Regions from separate parts of the Mus musculus genome. Here regions 2 and 3 are each linked to region 1. Evidence: chromatin contacts called from public Hi-C and promoter capture Hi-C data. All regions are on one chromosome and are shown on one strand. The core of a region is the stretch at or near the end of the contact, and the rest is flanking DNA. Distances in the headings are between cores, read along the strand shown. Region 1 holds the start of Zdhhc13 (zinc finger, DHHC domain containing 13). Region 2 holds the start of Gtf2h1 (general transcription factor II H, polypeptide 1). Region 3 holds the start of Spty2d1 (SPT2 chromatin protein domain containing 1).

What was found. Hi-C and Micro-C count contacts between places; a contact is called where the count stands out from the background. Capture Hi-C pulls out chosen DNA fragments and counts their contacts.
Region 2: a promoter capture Hi-C map of liver shows a contact between it and region 1, with 5 times the contacts expected there. The contact joins the promoter of Gtf2h1 here to the promoter of Zdhhc13 in region 1. A contact is called at or near these places in 3 of 39 promoter capture datasets (cranial neural crest, liver and pre-B cells), 1 of 115 datasets of contacts at active chromatin or transcription factors (pro-B cells) and 1 of 9 other capture datasets (liver).
Region 3: a Hi-C map of B cells shows a contact between it and region 1, with 6 read pairs. The contact joins the promoter of Spty2d1 here to the promoter of Zdhhc13 in region 1. A contact is called at or near these places in 3 of 39 promoter capture datasets (the C10 cell line and embryonic stem cells), 1 of 484 Hi-C or Micro-C datasets (B cells), 3 of 115 datasets of contacts at active chromatin or transcription factors (embryonic stem cells, large pre-B cells and pro-B cells) and 1 of 9 other capture datasets (embryonic stem cells).

The regions. Positions count from the first base shown.
Region 1 is chr7:48,787,691-48,790,275 of GRCm38.p6, reverse strand. It overlaps Zdhhc13 (zinc finger, DHHC domain containing 13), which reads right to left and starts at 1,273. Exons shown (of 17, transcript NM_028031.3): 1 at 1,139-1,273. The coding sequence starts at 1,165.
Region 2 is chr7:46,794,811-46,797,395 of GRCm38.p6, reverse strand. Gtf2h1 (general transcription factor II H, polypeptide 1) reads right to left here and starts at 1,302. Exons shown (of 15, transcript NM_008186.4): 1 at 1,108-1,302. It overlaps Hps5 (HPS5, biogenesis of lysosomal organelles complex 2 subunit 2), which reads left to right and starts at 1,515. Exons shown (of 23, transcript NM_001005247.2): 1 at 1,515-1,968.
Region 3 is chr7:47,007,111-47,009,695 of GRCm38.p6, reverse strand. Spty2d1 (SPT2 chromatin protein domain containing 1) reads left to right here and starts at 1,282. Exons shown (of 6, transcript NM_175318.4): 1 at 1,282-1,621. The coding sequence starts at 1,562. It overlaps Gm32031 (predicted gene, 32031), which reads right to left and starts at 1,142. Exons shown (of 2, transcript NR_166573.1): 1 at 1,103-1,142; 2 at 688-972.

The DNA.
Region 1 (2,585 bases), core at 24-2,523:
AACCTGAGCTGGGTTATTTCCCTCTTAGCATGGAGGAGTAAAGCTAAGCTCTCACAGGCTTTTATTAATGAGTGACAGTAATTAAGAAATGAGGCCTACTCTTACTGACGTTTGAGCCTGAGAAAAATAATGAGAGACTGTTTCATGTAAAGAGTCTATGTTCTTTCATAGTAATTCAGGCTCCCTGCACATCATTTTTCATTTCTTTTAAAATGCAAGAACTCCCAATAAAAACACCTCAGCATGTTATTTTCCACTTAAACCTACACCAAACTGGTTGAAGAAGAAAAATAGAGAGCTATGAAGAACACTCTTGGGATTGGGGAATTTTTTTTTTTTTAAAGAGTCCAAGCAATGTGACAACCTCAAACTGCTTGAAAAAAAAAAATCAATCTACTTCTAGCATAACTTGAATTAGAGACTGTGTCAGTTTACTCTCCTGTAGATGGGGATTTCTTTTGCTTAAAAACTTTGAAGCTGGGATAAAAAGGTGCACATAAATGCATGTAGCACACGCTAAACATTTGCTAGGATTGAAGAAGCCTGAAAATATTAAGTTGTAATCTATTCAATGCCAGTTATAAGTCTTTAGAGTAGTCACAATCAAAAGGGACAAATTCTTAGTTCTCTTGGCTTTTATAGCTTCCCCTTTGGCCTCCTCTGTCCTCTGGGACTAATCTAGCCCTTCTCAGAATAGAATCCTTGGGGATTTTGCAGATGGTACCACGGAGCGCCCTTCCTCCTGCCTCCACAGCCTTGATGCTTTCAAGGAGTAGGAAGGATGTGGGTAGCAACAAGAGCTAAGACAAGGTGGAGAGAAGGCGGCAGCCTAGGCGCTAGGGCTGATAATTTCTCAACAGAATCTCTCAGACTCCAGGCTAAGGTCTAAGGCTGGCTGTGCTATCTGAGGTGTGTCACCTGACACCTTACAGGTTCCAGCCGACTTAGGCACCGGTGCGTGACGCCCAGCCGCCGAATGGAGGCGACAGGAGGGCCCGGCCTCGCTCTGCGGCCACCGCAAAGGACAAGCAGCATCTTTCTTAGTGTGGCCAAGGCCCAGATCCTGCTGTCCTCGCGGAACCGCCTCACCTGGCCGCGGCTTACGTCCCCACCGCCGCCCACGTCCAGCCGCGCTCACCTGCGAGCCCAGGCCCGGGCCCTCCATCACGACCCGCGCCCGCTCGGCCGCGGCTCCAGCGCAAAGTGGCGGCCGCGGCTCTCCAAGCACGCCTCAGCCGCCTCTCGCCCACTTCCGGCTCGCGCTCCGCCCTCCTAACTGCGCGCATCCTAGGGCTGTCAATCCGCCACGAGAAGCCAATCCCCGATCTCTCTCTCACGGGGGCGGGACTTTCTCACCTCTAGAGAACTGCCGGTCATCCCCGCCCCCTGCCCCGCCCCCGCTATGTTCTTTCCTTCAGCCCCACCCTTGGCACCACTTAGGGTTCCCACTCAGAAGGCTCTACAGGTGCAGGTTCAGGCTGTTGTTATTCCAACGTCCCCGAGTGGGCTACCCCAAAGCTAGCTGTCCTTGTGGAGTTCTCTCCCTCACCTCAATCTTCTCAACTGTGAGTCAAGAACAAACTTCATGTAAGCGTTTGGAAAATTAACTGAGGAAAAGTATTTACAGTCCCACAGCAGGGGTTTTGGCAGATGAAGAGCATCCTGCCTCATGGACAACCTCACAGATGTTAGCTGTTCTAGGCATTGGGAGTTCCTAACTGCTGCTCTTCAGTCATGTGCTCTTGAGCAAGATACTTTTAGCATCAGGGCCTGGTTCCTCATAGAAAGCAGAAGATGTGAGCGGTGGTAAAGGCACTTGCCAACAAGTGTTACGACCTGAGTTTGTTCTCCTGGATCATGGTGGGAAGGGAAAAGTCTTGATGCTTTCCACTGATTCTTACACACACACACACACACACACACACACACACACACACACACACACACAGCTCGTTCACCATGCCACCTCCACACACAAGTAAATTAATAAATGAAACAAAAATACGTTTTAACAAAAAAGAAAGCAGAAAATATGAGAGTTCCACAGGGAGGGTGGAGATATAACTGAATAAGCCTCTCCAGTCCCTTTTGGTAGACTGCATGGAGGAGAGGGCATATAAGTCTTGCACACATTGGTGGGCTATGAAACAAGAATACTCTTGGTTCTTACCAGTGGGGAGCTCTCTCCTACCTCAGTGTCCAGAAAACAATAGGGCTTTCCTGAGCCTGGACTCAACTCCGTTCTTTGTGATAATTCCTTGATGTGTCTGTTACCAAGCCCAGCTTGGTTAGATCCTTAGAGGCTAAGTCAGAATTAATATTGTGACTCTATGAAACCATGAAATAAGTGTCTGGAAATAAAGTGCTGGGTTACCCATGAAAAAATATTACCCTGAAACAGTAAAATTATAAGTGTATTATTATGGTCAGTGGCCCTACTTATTGGGCACACCATAGATTACCCATAAAGCCTACACCCACTGAAGATGGGAAACACTGTGTTTGTCTAGGAACTCCCAGTGCCCAGAACAGCACCGAGACCTAGAAACTATTTACCATAATTACAGTGACTAGATGGGTGGATG
Region 2 (2,585 bases), core at 53-2,552, 2.0 Mb after region 1:
TGTGTGGGAAATGGAGGGTCAGGAGAGGAAGGAAAGGAAGTCACAAGGCTAGATATTGAGAATATTGATTGGAGCCAAGCCCTTAGTGTGCTTCAAGCCAGTTTTCTGTACCCAGGCCTGCATGCTTACCAAGCAATTTACATTGGGCTCTACCTACAGTCCTGTTTTTTTTTTTTGCCAGTTCTGGAAATGAAACCCAGGATCTTACAGGTGCCTAGCAAGAACTCTTAGCTTTAAGCTGCATTCCTAACTCAGAAACCTGTTTTACCATATTTTAAACTGGTGTCTTTAAATGGACAACATCAAAAGACAGAAAGCCAAACCAACCAAACAAAAGCCAACAACGAAGAACAAAAACAAGCAAACAAAAATCCCAAATTAAACTGTGTATACGTTGAGGACACAACTTCCGGAGATCGGTTCTCCCTCCACCACGTGGGTCCCAGAGATGGAACTCAGGTTTGGCAGCAAGCACCTTTACCAGTTGAGCCATTTCACTGTAGCCCTGGGCATACGTTTTAACATCTTTTCCCCACCCTTGTTTTGCAGATGGTAAAATAGACATGTGAGGTCAACTTCACATGAATTTAGTTTCTAAGAACACTGGAGAATTTATAAAAATAATCACATACTTCCATGTATTGATGGTTCACTTTACACTACATGACTGTCAAACTGGTCATAGCTAGAACTGGGTGCGTGGCTCAAGTTTTAATAACAGTTTGAAGAGCAGGATGACAGGTGGAAGCAAGAAGGCACGAGGACACCAAGGTTAGAGGACTTCTTTAACAGGAAAAGAAAGCCTCTCCCGGGCAGGCTCCCTAACGGGAAGGGCCTCGGTGTCTCGGAGAAGCCTCACTTCCTTCGTTCTCAGGTGAGTCTGATCCTTCCAGTCCCTCCCAGCGGAAGAACCTAATGCCTTCGGGCAGTAGATTAAGGGTCAGGGCACCTCCTTCCCATTCCGGGAGAAGAAAGGCAAACCACACAGCCAGCCTGTAGTGTCGTGGAGACGACTACAGCGAAGGGCTCGATCCGCCTGGCCCCGCGCCCCCGGGGCCTGTCAGACCCTCCACGCCCGCCCAACCCCATTCTTCGGTCTCAACTTACCAGGTGGGAGCTACGGTCTCTGGTCTGGGGCGCGGGAAGCGCGTCCCGTCGGATCTGCCTCCGCCGCGCTTCTCACAGCCGCTGCACGGAGGAGGCTGAACCCCTGCGGCCGCAGCCGTCGCCACCGCCTCTGTTGCCGGGGGGTCTCGCCTCCATCGCTGGCTGCGAGGGCGCTGAGGGCACGTGACCGGAAACGCCGGGGCGGGCCTCCGGAGCACGTGACCACCACCGCGGCCGCCATGACACCTTCCGCTAGCTCCCGCCCTCCCCCACCGATTCCCGCCTGTTTCGCTTCTCCTCCTCCGGTCTCGAGCGGCGGAGAGTTTCGGGGATTCGGCTTGGCTCGCCTTTCTCCCTAGAGAGCATCCGGTCCGGCTCCGTGGTGCGTCGTCGGCCCGAGGCGGCTCCCAGACTGCAGGCCGCAGGGAGCGGAATCGCGACCCGCGGCTGGAGGGGGAGGGAGCACGCGCGGGGAGGGGCGTGATCGTCACGTGACGAGGAAGTGCCGTTAACAGCGCTTTCCTCCGGTCCCTGGCGCCCCTGGATGACGTTGCCAGGGAGGGGGCGGGGTGACAGGGTGTGTGAGGTTCAGGTTCCGCTGTCAAGGGGTGTTGAGTGTCTGTGGAGCCTGCTCGGTGAAAGCGATCGCTGGTCTCTGGGGGGGGCGGAACTCGGCCCGCTAGTCAGCCTGAGGTTCTGTGAACCTGGCTTGGAAAACCTGCTTCCTGGACTTCTCCAGAGTGACAGCTGCGGTTTAAAGTCATAAAAGTTAGCTGTGATTGACGGGAGCTCCTTGTGGTCAGGGACTTGGTCTGCTGCGCATCCTTCATCTCCAGCAGCGCCTCCAGGGCCTAGAACACGGTAGGCACTTAGAACGTTGAATGAATGAATGCATGCAAGCATGAGCGAGTCGTTAAGTTTTCTGAGGTAGAGTTTCCTGATCATTATTGGATAAGGAAGTTCCTATTGTGGAAATAAAGTCTATTAACTCCCCTTTGCATAATTTCTTCAATCGTTGTTACTTTGCGTCTTTCGAGCCTTTCCTTCCACGCACCTTGTGGGATTAGATACACCATGGTTTGCTTTGGCTTTGTGAGCAGCAATCACTGTCTACCACTCTTGAATTATAAAAATAATCTTGGGAAGTGAGAAAGATGTTTCGATCTCACATAAATTCTACTTTCATTTATTATTGGGGGAGAAGGTGGCATGGCACCGCAGTTTTTTTGTTTGTTTGTTTTGTTTCTGTTTTTTTTGTTTGTTTGTTTTGTTTCTGTTTTTTTGTTTTGTTTTGTTTTGTTTTCTCGAGACAGGGTTTCTCTGTGTAGCCCCGGCTGTCCTGGGACTCACTCTATATACTTGACTGGCCTGGAACTCAGAAATCTGCCTGTCTCTGCCTCCCAAGTGCTGGAATTAAAGGTGTGCTCCACCACTGCCCGGTTGACACCTCAGCTTTTTGTAATTGGTTCTCTCCTATC
Region 3 (2,585 bases), core at 33-2,532, 1.8 Mb after region 1:
CAGCTCAGATGAGCTAATTTAACATGGAAGAGACATGCCCTGTTTAGTAGTGCACAACTAAGTTCTGGTATTCTATGGAGCCCTTACTAATATACAGGCAAAAACACTCACACACAAAAATGTATATACGTATGTATTAAAAAGCATCTATAAGTACAAAAAAAGTATCTATAAAAGGAATATTATGTTGAGTTAGGGGCGGGTTCTTAAGATATCTGAGGCTGAGGAAGAGAAAAATTTCTACACTGCCAGCCAGTGATGGTGCATGCCTTTAATCCTTGCACTTGGGAAGCAGAGGCGGGTGGAACTCTGTGAGTGTGAGGCTAGCCTAGTCAACAGAGTAATTTCAGTACAGCCAGAGCTACACAGACAAACCTTGTCTAGGAAAGGAAAGGAAAGGAAAGGAAAGGAAAGGAAAGGAAAGGAAAGGAAAGGAAAGGAAAGGAAATTTAAAATTCTAGGGGGAAGGCAGGCTTCATCTTGGTCTTTTACTCAGCCTGAAGTGGAGCCATTCCAATACAGGCGCTCACATCATCACAGAATAAGGTCTATTGTATACACTCACCCTTTCAGCTGTACAAAAAATAGTAAATAATGCAGCCACCCCCACAGTCCAGTTTAGGGGTATTTCCATCACACCAAACCGGTCCGTAGCCCATTCCCACCCCCAGACTCAGGTATACCTAGTTATTCACGTCTACTTTATTGAGTCGAAATGACCAAATTCAAGATAACGCAAAAGAAAGTCAGGCTAGACTCCCAATGAATGCACTATATTCTGCAGTGCGTCAGAGTCAAGTTCTGCTTGGCATGTGACGAAGGTCTTCGCTCTTTCCCTAGGTTTTTAAAAGAACATCAGGTGCCTCCAGGAGATAACTGGCGTCCCAGGGACAGGATTCTTGTGCGCATGCGTAGCTTCGGGGCTCCAGCGAAACGAAACCGAGATCCCTTGCTCCAGACCTGTCGCACCAGCTGTTGGAATACCGTCATTTGGAATCTGTACATCCACGCGTGACACCTACAGAGCCCAGCTCTAGAAGGGGGTCGGGTCTCTCTTCTTCTCCACCCCCCCCCCTCCCACCCCACCCTCCCCGGATCTCACACTGAAACCCTCTCTCGCCGCGAAGATCCTCGGGCTGACCGCTCTCCCCGCCCCCTTTAGCCACACCCCTAAACTGCCATTTTGCGTCTGATTGGCTAGTAAAAGCCTCAGTCCCACCCATTTGAGCCAACGCCAACGGCCACGTACCCGTTTTCCGTGTCTTATCTCCGAAAGCGGAAGTTGCGCAAATACTTGCGAGCGCTGCGGAGGCGCTGAGCGTGTGTGTGTGAGTGTGTGTGTGTATGTGTGTATACATACACACACATACTTCGTATTCGGCGGCAGCGCGGGGGCGGTACACGGCATTAGAAGGCGCCGGAAGTGTCGGTGTCGAGGGGCGGCGAGAGAAGGGCCACCAAGGCAAGCCAGTCAGTAGCGCTTAGGCTCAGCGAGAGGCAAGACTCGCATCCACCGCGTCCCGAGTCCCCGGCCCAGCCGGGCTTTTCTCTTCGGCCAGACATGGACTTCAGGGAAATCCTCTTGATCGCTTCCAAAGGACAAGGTGTCAACCACGTACCGGTGAGTCCCCGGGGTTGCTGTAGGAAACCCGGGCGTCAAGTTCGTGTGTGGTGGGTGGAACTTCTCGGGGAGCGTCTGTCGGCCTCGGGAAAGCCTGAACTACGCACGCCCTCTTCTGGAGTTTTAGCGGAGGTGTGGGTACACGGGAGCTGGGGATGGAAAAGGGAGCGCTTTCTTGGGGTCGCTTTCGCCAGCTCCTGTGCCCTGAAAAGTAGGCTTTGCGGCTTTCGGTGTTTTTAAGAGTTGCGCAAAGTCGGGGGGGATAAGCCGCGCCTGACTGAATACTGTGTAGCATTAGTAGCGCCTGGCGTCGAATAAACTTCAGCCCCTAAATTGAGGACCAGTATAGTCAGGAAACTCGGGGACTTTTAAGAACTTTAAGGACTTGTCCTGATAGCCTTTGGGTCTTTTAGCGGGTCGAATACGGATTTCCAGGTGAACGTTTTGTGATTTCTTGAAAGCGTTCTCCGGTTCGTGGCCCCACCCACTGAACCAAAGATGGTATCACCTGCCAAGGAGGTATCTTCTGTTGGAAAGAGTTCAGGGCTTTGCAGGAAATCCATAGCCAACTGTGAGGTGATCATGTGGGCTGCGGGTGTGCTGGTAGACCTTTTATTTGCCGTATGTCCCTTGGATCTATCGGTTCCCTGTGCGAACGGATTGGGCAAAGCCTTTTTCAGCTTTCATTTCCTAGTGGGCTTCCAGATTTTTAGGTTCCGTTTGCTCAGTAAATGTGTGAGTTTGATAGTATTTTCAGAGGTAAATACTGAAGTGGTCCCACATCTGCTTTCTGGGGTTATAGCTGTTTTGCATAAACTACTCATTTCTGGATCACCAGAAGGTACCCACAGAACAGCTGTAAACCGATATATCGCAATGTGATACCCGAGATTTAATCTGTGAAGTGTCCAACTTAAAAGAACCTTCTAGAGTCAATCAGTTGGAATTTGCGATCTCACTTGGA